2 separate regions of the Zea mays genome follow, and region 2 is linked to region 1. A link is a contact called in public Hi-C data. All regions are on one chromosome and are shown on one strand. Each heading gives the region's core, a stretch centred on a gene start, on an enhancer-like site or on the middle of the called end of the contact. The rest is flanking DNA. Distances are from core to core; before and after follow the strand shown.

Region 1 (4,136 bases), core at 1,083-3,582:
TCTGGCGCTTGGAAGATTCCAGACCCGGCCTCTCAACTCAGGCCTTGTTCATTTGTGTCGGATTGCACCCGGAATCGTTCCAACTAATCAAAATTTATATAAATTAGAGAAGCAATCCGGTTAGTAATCGTTCCGACCCACCAATCCGACACAAATGAACAAGGCCTCACAGTGATTCCAGAGCAATCCGAAGGTAGGTGCTGCCTGCACGGAAAAGTAGACTCCGCCGTCGTCCATGGTAGGGAAGGGTCGCTCCACTGATCCCTCTTCGATGAAAGCAACTGTGAGAACATATCCCCCTTCGCCCCTGTCCCAACGACTACGCGACCCAACACACCGATGTTGCGAAGTTCCAAGATCCAGCCCCTCCAATCCCCGCTGCGAGCCACCACCAAGAGCCTTGTATCCCTCCCTCTAAAACGCTAGATCCGGTGGCGGAGCTTAGGGCGGCCGTGCGGTGGCCCATGGTGGCGACGCGGTGGCTCCAAGGGTCGGCACCAGCCCCGAATCAGGGCGTGGGGCCAAGCTTTCACGCCTAGCGCCATGCCACCCCTGTGCCTCCACCCTTCCCTCTCCGCGCTGCTGCCCCTGGTAACTCTACCTCCCTCTCCCCGCCTCAGATCTGTCGCACCCCACCCGCCTCGCCTCGTCGGCTCACGGACAGAGCGGTGACAACTCCTCCGCCTCCTTCCTGGCCGCTGAGGGCCAAGACCGCGATAGCGAGCGGTCCACCTCCACTGCGAGAGGAAGGCGCAGGCCTCTAACTCGCCTTCTTGGCGGTGCCACCCAGGATGGCATGAGCGGCGGCGACGACGCCTCCTGGCCATCGACATGGGCCACAGCTCCACCCCGACGTGCTTCTCTGTGCATTGGCACTTCTTCGTCCTTGGGTAGGACTAGGCCGCAGCAAAGCGCCGAACACAGGCCGACAACGATGCCATTGCTGCTCCCTAGGTTAGCGGTTGCCATTGCTCTGCTTTACTCTGTGCTAATGCAGCGCGCTTCTAAAATGTCTTTTGCCTGCAAACTGCTTGGAGATGGAAGCGAGACTTTGAAGTTTTAAGGCCTGTAGTGCCGTGGTCTTGCTCCTGGCAGCCTCGCTTGTTTCCTGGATCTTGGATTTCTCCTCTCCAACTCTCTAACCGAGCTATTGACATTGTTAATTGATATTTTTCATTTCAGCTAGGTTTTATTTAGTCTTGGATTTCTATGGTTGTTTTTCATATGATGTATGGCCATTCTCTGCACAACTGGTCGTTCTCATATTTCTATGGCATGTTCTATAGAGCTTGCTAGCCTTTTTCTAAAGTGCAGATATATATTTTTCTCACTATGTTGTGTGCTGTCTGTGCATAATATTTTTTCAAAGGAGCTAACTGAGTATAGTAGTTGTACCATAATAATCATTGCCATAGTCCAAGCTTCACTTTTGTTTGATTTGAGGAGAATAGAGGTGGTGCTAAGCCATAGGGGTAAAACACAATGATGTTATCCTGATTGTTGAATGACCTTTGATCATATATGGTGCATGGTTTTGCACTTATGTTTGGCTATGCTTGAACAAGTTGAATTACATTTTTTCATGTTCATACTTAAATCTCAGCCAAGAGTACTGCTGAATTAGGATTGTTCTAATGTTTAGTTCGAGGTTTTGACGAAAGAGTTTCCAAGAGACATAGATATCATTTACGTATTATTACTGCCATCTTGCTGAATAAAGAATGTGACAAGTACTAAGAAATTTTCTCAGCACTAATGCTTCCAACAACCTATCTATTTATACTAATATAGTTGAACACACGCGCATGGGCACATGTCAAACACTAGTTTCCTTTTCCTATATATTAAAGCTAGTTCAAAACATGGCTAGATAAGATATCCACGCCATCTTTAAATCTTGCAGCCGTCAAATCGTGCCTCAACGGTTTGGGAACTTCCTACCATGTGCGGGCTCTCCTTACACGATACACGATGCTTCGAGACAGCCCTGGCCGCCACGAGAGTTTTCCTTTGCTCTGCGCCCTCTTCGTTACGCGATGAAGCCGAAAAAAATTCTGTACATACCAAATGTAAACACCATCTTTTATAGTCTCACACATACACCACTTAGAGACCTAAGCCCATAAAGACAGATTAAAATTTACAAAATAACTTTTTATTAATTTATTTTTTTATTTATATGGATCAACAACTGATTTATGTGAGGGACGGTAAAAGAGGTTCTTTACATATGCGATGTGAAGAATTTTTTTCCATGGAGCCCACCCCGCAACCCTCGAACACCGCCGCCCACCATGCCCAGCTCCCGTAGCGCCGCACACCCCCAGAAACCGGCAGCGACAGCCGGGAGTACATCCCACCCTCCCCTCCAACGCCGCCGCCCGCCATCCCCCTGCCCTCCGTAGTTCCACGATGTTGGCTTAGGCCGTTGCCTAGGGCTCCATTCCCCTCCCACAGCTCTGCCGCCGCCTCCTGTCCTCTGAAAATGGCTGACCTCTAAAATCTAAACCCTTCAAAGCTTCTGTAGATTCACTTCACATCGTCCATGGCCGCCGCTGCTCGCGTGGCAATCTCACGGCCCCCACCTCTCCCTCTCCCTTCCTCCTCGAGCAGCAGGGCGTGTAACCTGGTTGCTGGGAGGAGCAGCGACCCCAGCGCCACCGCTCGCGCGGCCCTCCCGGCTCCCGCAGCCCCCACCTCTCCCTTTCCCTTCCTCCTCCAACAGCAGGATGCGAAACCTGGTGGCTGGGAGGAGCAGAGACCCCGGCGTTAGGGCTTCTACCTCCACCGCTGGCGCGTATAAGACCACCGCGTCGACAACCTCAGGCGCCACCGTGTTTACGGCCCCAACCGCCACGACGAGGTTGAACTCCACCCGTGGATCTCTCATCGCCAGCCATGGCGCTCTCGTCGCCGGGCACCCGCGACTCGAGGAAGCGTCATCATTGCTGAGTTTTTGTATTATTTTATCCTATTCAACCCCTGATGACTAGATACAAAAGATGATTAACTGAAGCGAGATGTGTGTTTGCAGGGGACGCCGGCAAGGTTGATGTCCTATAAATACATATATTACAAGCATGATCCAAACCTGTTTGGTGAATGGGATTTTGAGGTAAGAACTTCTAGTTCGTGTAGTTTTAATTCATGGTTGTGAAAATGGAATCCATAGTTGACCACAACAACAAATAGGCTATTGACCTGAAAATATTGTTGGAGATATTGAGCAACTACTCTCCTGTTGAAGGTCATTGTTCTGTCTTCTGAATGTTGAAGCTGTTGAAAAGGCCACTTGTAGTATAGAACCTATACCTGCAAAGCAACGATGCTCCTATACCTGCAAAGCAACGATGCAAGAGCAAAACTAGAATTTCCTAGAGAAATGTTTATCTATTAACGATGCTTACATTTTTTGTGTTCAATCTTAGAGTAGCATGATCTGTAATGCTCTTATGTACTGTCCTGATAAATTTTGTGGCGAATATTGGCCTTATCAAGTTCAATTCCACTTTTTAGTTGTGCTTCTGAGATATCACCAGGCTGAAACTATCTCACACACCCATTATTCTCTTGACTACCTCACCCAGGTTGCAAGTGTTACTTTTGATCTATTGTTCCTTCCGATGCTTAGTTCTTAACTGTTTGTTTTAACTTTCTTTGTTGCTTCTTGCTTCAGTTGTCCATGATGGGATAACTAAAAATTGAACTAATTATTTGCATGAAGCCTCATAAGCAAGATTGCAGGACAACAGATACCTTCTTGTCAACGTTTTGGTTTAATATAAGTTTCTCTTCCAATCCTGTTATTGCTGTTAAGTTGGCCACACAGCAGGAGTACTTCCTATCTGTGCATTTCTCTTACATGAGTTTCAAAACTACATGAGAGATAGGTCATTGTTACGATGCAAATTGTTTCCCATATGGCTCTTTGTTTTCATTTTCTATTTTTCTCAAAAACGATTCGAAAACTAATATTTGCCTTCTTTTTTCCTCTGCTTCTCCCTTTCCCTTTCTTAACCGTTTATTTTCATGCTGCTGCTGGAATCCATCTAAGAGATGTCTCCTTTTTAGTTCCTCATTCTTTGTTGCATGTTATATTAGATGATCAGGTACGTAGTCTGCCTTCTCAGAAACAT
Region 2 (4,136 bases), core at 920-3,419, 120 kb after region 1:
TCGGTTAACAATTTGTAGCCCTGATCCCATGGGACACATTGTACCTAGTACGGTGCAACCTACAAATGAAGAATATGAGAATTTTGTGTGTTGCGAAATTTCACCAGAGATATAAATACACCCTTCAAATGATGTTCGATCAAAGGGCAGGACAGGAGTAAGAGAATTAAGAGGGCTAAAGAACTAGTGAAGCCTAGCAAGCGAAAGCCACCTATATAGATCCATTTGCAGTGAATATTAGCTGAATGTTGGCTCTGTATTTTGCTTGAATGTTAGTTGAATGATGGATGTCACTTTTGCCTGAATATTGGCTTTGAGTATTGCTTGAATGATAGCTGGATTGGCTCTGTAGTTTGCTTCAATATTGGTTCAATGTTGGCTCTAAATTTTACCATTGAATGTTAGCTGAACGGTGCTCATTTGACTTATTTAATTAAACATTGATCAGCACGAACAACATTGGCTCAATTTTTTTTACTGAAACATAATAATCGTTACAAAATCAATTTCTGATCAAAATCAAAATGAACAAGTCGCACTTTGTTCCTCGTATCACATTTTAAAGTTACAAGCTCCACATGAGCTAGAACCATCAGCTACAAAGAATAGTGAACTATAAACATTTCACAATACGTGTGTACCGCGATTTAGAAAGGCTCCATCTTCTTCAGGCTCCCTGTTTGCATTGGGAGGGTCAGCAGTACAAAAGCATGCTATCTTCAGACTCCCAGCCATGGAGAGGAGCGTGCAACGGCACGCTGTGGCGGTGGGAGAGGATTTGTCCATCCGCGAGCCTGAAGATGTGCGCGACCGCACCGTGGCCCCGCGCGGCGACAGCCACCAGCGTCGCGGCAACCAGCCGCTGCGAGGAGCTTGCGGACGGCTGCGAGTTGTCAACGTGTGTTAGCGCTAGGGATGGAAGAGAAGGAGAGTAGACACAAAGTGGCGGCTGCAGGAGGAAGATAGGTTAGCGACGAAGTGTTTCTTTCTGTTTGTTCTCTGATTTTCGATGCCCGTTTACGGTTCCAGCGTATGTATATATCCCATATTACAGATCGGCCCAGCCAGCCATCAATTGATCCATTCCGGCCCAGTTACTCGGACGCTACCGTGCTTGATACGCTGAGGCCGCCCTGAGACACAGGGCCGACCCTGAGGGGTGCGGAGGGTACGGCCGTACCGGGCCTCCAAAAATAGAGGGCCCCTTAGCTACTGGACGGTAGCATTTTTTGTTAAACCTATCTATTCTAGACACAAATACGTAAAGAGCGATGTGATATCGAGTTATCGACTAATCTCATTTATATTGTTAAACTAACGTCTCAATTACTTATCGAATACTTTATCTGTTTCAAAATAGTATTTGGTTTAACTCTTAATTTTTATGTTTATATTGATGATGTAAATCCACTAGAGAAGCAAAACAAATTTTATTTTGATATAGAGAGAGTATTATAAACTATACATATGATGGTTGCTTCGGTAGAGAGAAGCTTTTTAAAATTTAATTTTTTAATGAACTATTTATGGTCAATAATAACTCAAGAGAGGTTAAATAGTTTGGCGATTCTATATATCGAAAAAAGTTATCGGATGAGATTGATCTTGATGATATAAGCGATGACTTTGTATCACAAAATGTTAGAAGATATTTTTAATAATATCATATAATAAGTAAGTGTTTTTTGCTATATTTTACATCTGTTATCTTATAAACTTCAAAAATGAGCATAATAATTTTTATACATTAAATATTCGATAATATATATATAATTATATATATTTGTGTGTGAATGGAGCCTCTATATTGAATTTCGCATTGTGCCTCTGAAAAGGCAGGAGCAGGAACGGCCCTGCTGAGACATCGCCTCCTTCTGTCTTCACCGTCGGATCCTTCTCGCCATGGTTCCTATGTCTTCCGGTACAGCGGAGCTGACAACGTGATCAACGGCTTGTGGGCGGTGGACGACGATGTCGGGGGCGGCGAGGTCATCGACGGCGAGGTCGGTGGCTCCGTCCGATCCGAGTGTCTGCGTTAGGGGAGAGAGGGTCAGAGAAAGCAAGTGCAAGGGGGTTTTCGTGAAATTGGAATGCCAACAAGGAGCAGGTGCGGAGGGGCTTTTATGTAATATTCGCGCTGACCGTTGATTATGAGATGGAAGGCCAGGATCAAATTTGTGCATTTGTGCACTGTCCTTGTGCACCTGATACGAAGACTTTGGAACACTCTAGAACCCTACTCGATTGGATTTAAACCCGGGTTTGGGTGGCGTCGCCTTTCATCATTTCCCCCCTCGTGCTCTCTCTCGAACCTTCTTCCAAAGCACCCGAACCCTAGTGATCTCGGAACCCTAGCCGCGCGCGGATCTCGGCTTTTCCCCTTCCTCCACGCCAGCCATGGACGAGGACTTCGAGATGCCTCCCGCCGGCGCCGATGAGATGATGGGCGACGACGAGATGGGCGACTTCGGCGGCGACGAGGGCCCGGTGATGAAGGTGGGCGAGGAGAAGGAGGTCGGCAAGGAGGGGCTCAAGAAGAAGCTGCTCAAGGAGGGCGAGGGCTGGGAGACTCCCGAGGTCGGCGACGAGGTTGAAGGTATCCTGCCCCCGGTTCCTCCCATGCTGCACTTGTATCTCTGTTAGTGTGATGCGGTCAGTGAGACTCGCCCAGTTCTGGCTGCGAGTTAGCTGATGGAATTCGGGTTCTCTTGGGTTTCGTGTCAATTTATTGTTCCTTGTCACCTTGATGACTCTTCCTTACTTACCCATGATAATATTTCAGTGCATTACACGGGCACGCTCCTTGATGGGACAAAATTCGACTCAAGCCGTGATCGTGGAGAACCCTTCAAGTTCAAGCTTGGACAAGGTAAATTTCTTCCTCCCCCTGAGGTTATTTCTTCTGTCTCGTTTGAATTTTAAATATGGATTTGGAAGTAGCATTAACCTTGTAATGGTAAAACAGTTCAAAGTTATCAATCTTTCGTTAGTTAGATAAGTAGTTTTGATCACATCGTCTTGTTCCATTGATATCATGGATACTGCCAGTGGACACTTACTGTATCTATGAAATTGATGTAAAGTTGTGAGTGCTTGGTAGTGTCTTCACTTGCCTATAACGAAGTATTTCGTGGCTGTGTTTCTGTTTCTGTTTGTCGCAGAATAATGCCTACTCCGTGTAGATATAGATATGACCCCAAGCGATGCTTACATCGGTATAAGGGGCTATGATGTTTGAAAAACATGCTGATGATTGAGTAAATTCTAGCTTGGAGATCATCCTGTTTCTCTCTTGCCTCTTTGTTGACATTGCCAAGTTGAAAAATAATGCTCATTAACTATTTTGTCAATGCCCAGGTCAAGTGATAAAGGGTTGGGATCAAGGAATCAAGACCATGAAGAAAGGAGAAAATGCTATTTTTACCATTCCTCCAGAGCTGGCTTATGGAGCATCTGGTTCACCTCCAACTATCCCACCCAATGCAACCCTGCAGTTTGATGTTGAGCTGCTTTCATGGACCAGTGTCAAAGACATTTGCAAAGATGGCGGCATATTCAAGAAGATCCTTAAAGAGGGAGAGAAATGGGAGAACCCAAAGGATCCTGATGAAGTACTTGGTAATTTTTTTGCTTATTGCGACACTTTTCATAGAGCTGATTTATTTGGTTCCTATAACTTATACTCTCCTTGCTCTTGTAGTGAAATATGAGGCCCGTCTGGAAGATGGTACTGTTGTATCCAAGTCTGAGGGGGTTGAGTTTACTGTGAAAGATGGTAACCCTCTTATGTTCTGTCTTCACATGGTCTTCTGAAGATTTTTGTGCCTATCGGTTGTTTTCTAACTACTGTATTGCCAGGCTACTTTTGTCCTGCCCTGGCCAAAGCTGTCAAAACCATGAAAAAGGCAGAGAAGGTGCTCCTTACAGTAAAGCCACAATGTGAGATTCCATTTCAAAGTTTGATTATTCTTCTGTAGTTACATGTCTATTTTCTCTGAATTATGACACTTATTTGAACTTCCTCACTTCAAATGCAGATGGATTTGGTGAGAAGGGTAGACCAGCAGCTGGAGAGGAAGGTGCTGTGCCGCCAAATGCTTCGCTGCTCATTGACCTTGAGTTGATTTCATGGAAGA

The links. Hi-C and Micro-C count contacts between places; a contact is called where the count stands out from the background.
Region 2: a Hi-C map of leaf shows a contact between it and region 1, with 5 times the contacts expected there. The contact joins the promoter of LOC100283417 here to the enhancer-like site in region 1. A contact is called at or near these places in 3 of 25 Hi-C or Micro-C datasets (endosperm and leaf).

What each region holds. Positions count from the first base shown.
Region 1 is chr1:196,543,524-196,547,659 of Zm-B73-REFERENCE-NAM-5.0, forward strand. It overlaps the pseudogene LOC109943483. Among protein-coding and RNA genes, the nearest start is that of LOC103642648, 41 kb to the right of the region's middle. Within about 2 kb of position 2,333, at least 12 of the 20 cell types and tissues checked have an H3K27ac peak or open chromatin away from gene starts, as enhancers often do. A contact at or near this core is called in endosperm and leaf, where this site is marked.
Region 2 is chr1:196,665,996-196,670,131 of Zm-B73-REFERENCE-NAM-5.0, forward strand. It overlaps LOC100283417, which reads left to right and starts at 2,170. Exons shown (of 13, transcript NM_001412528.1): 1 at 2,170-2,596; 2 at 2,783-2,869; 3 at 3,358-3,618; 4 at 3,701-3,775; 5 at 3,859-3,957; 6 at 4,038-4,136. The coding sequence starts at 2,398.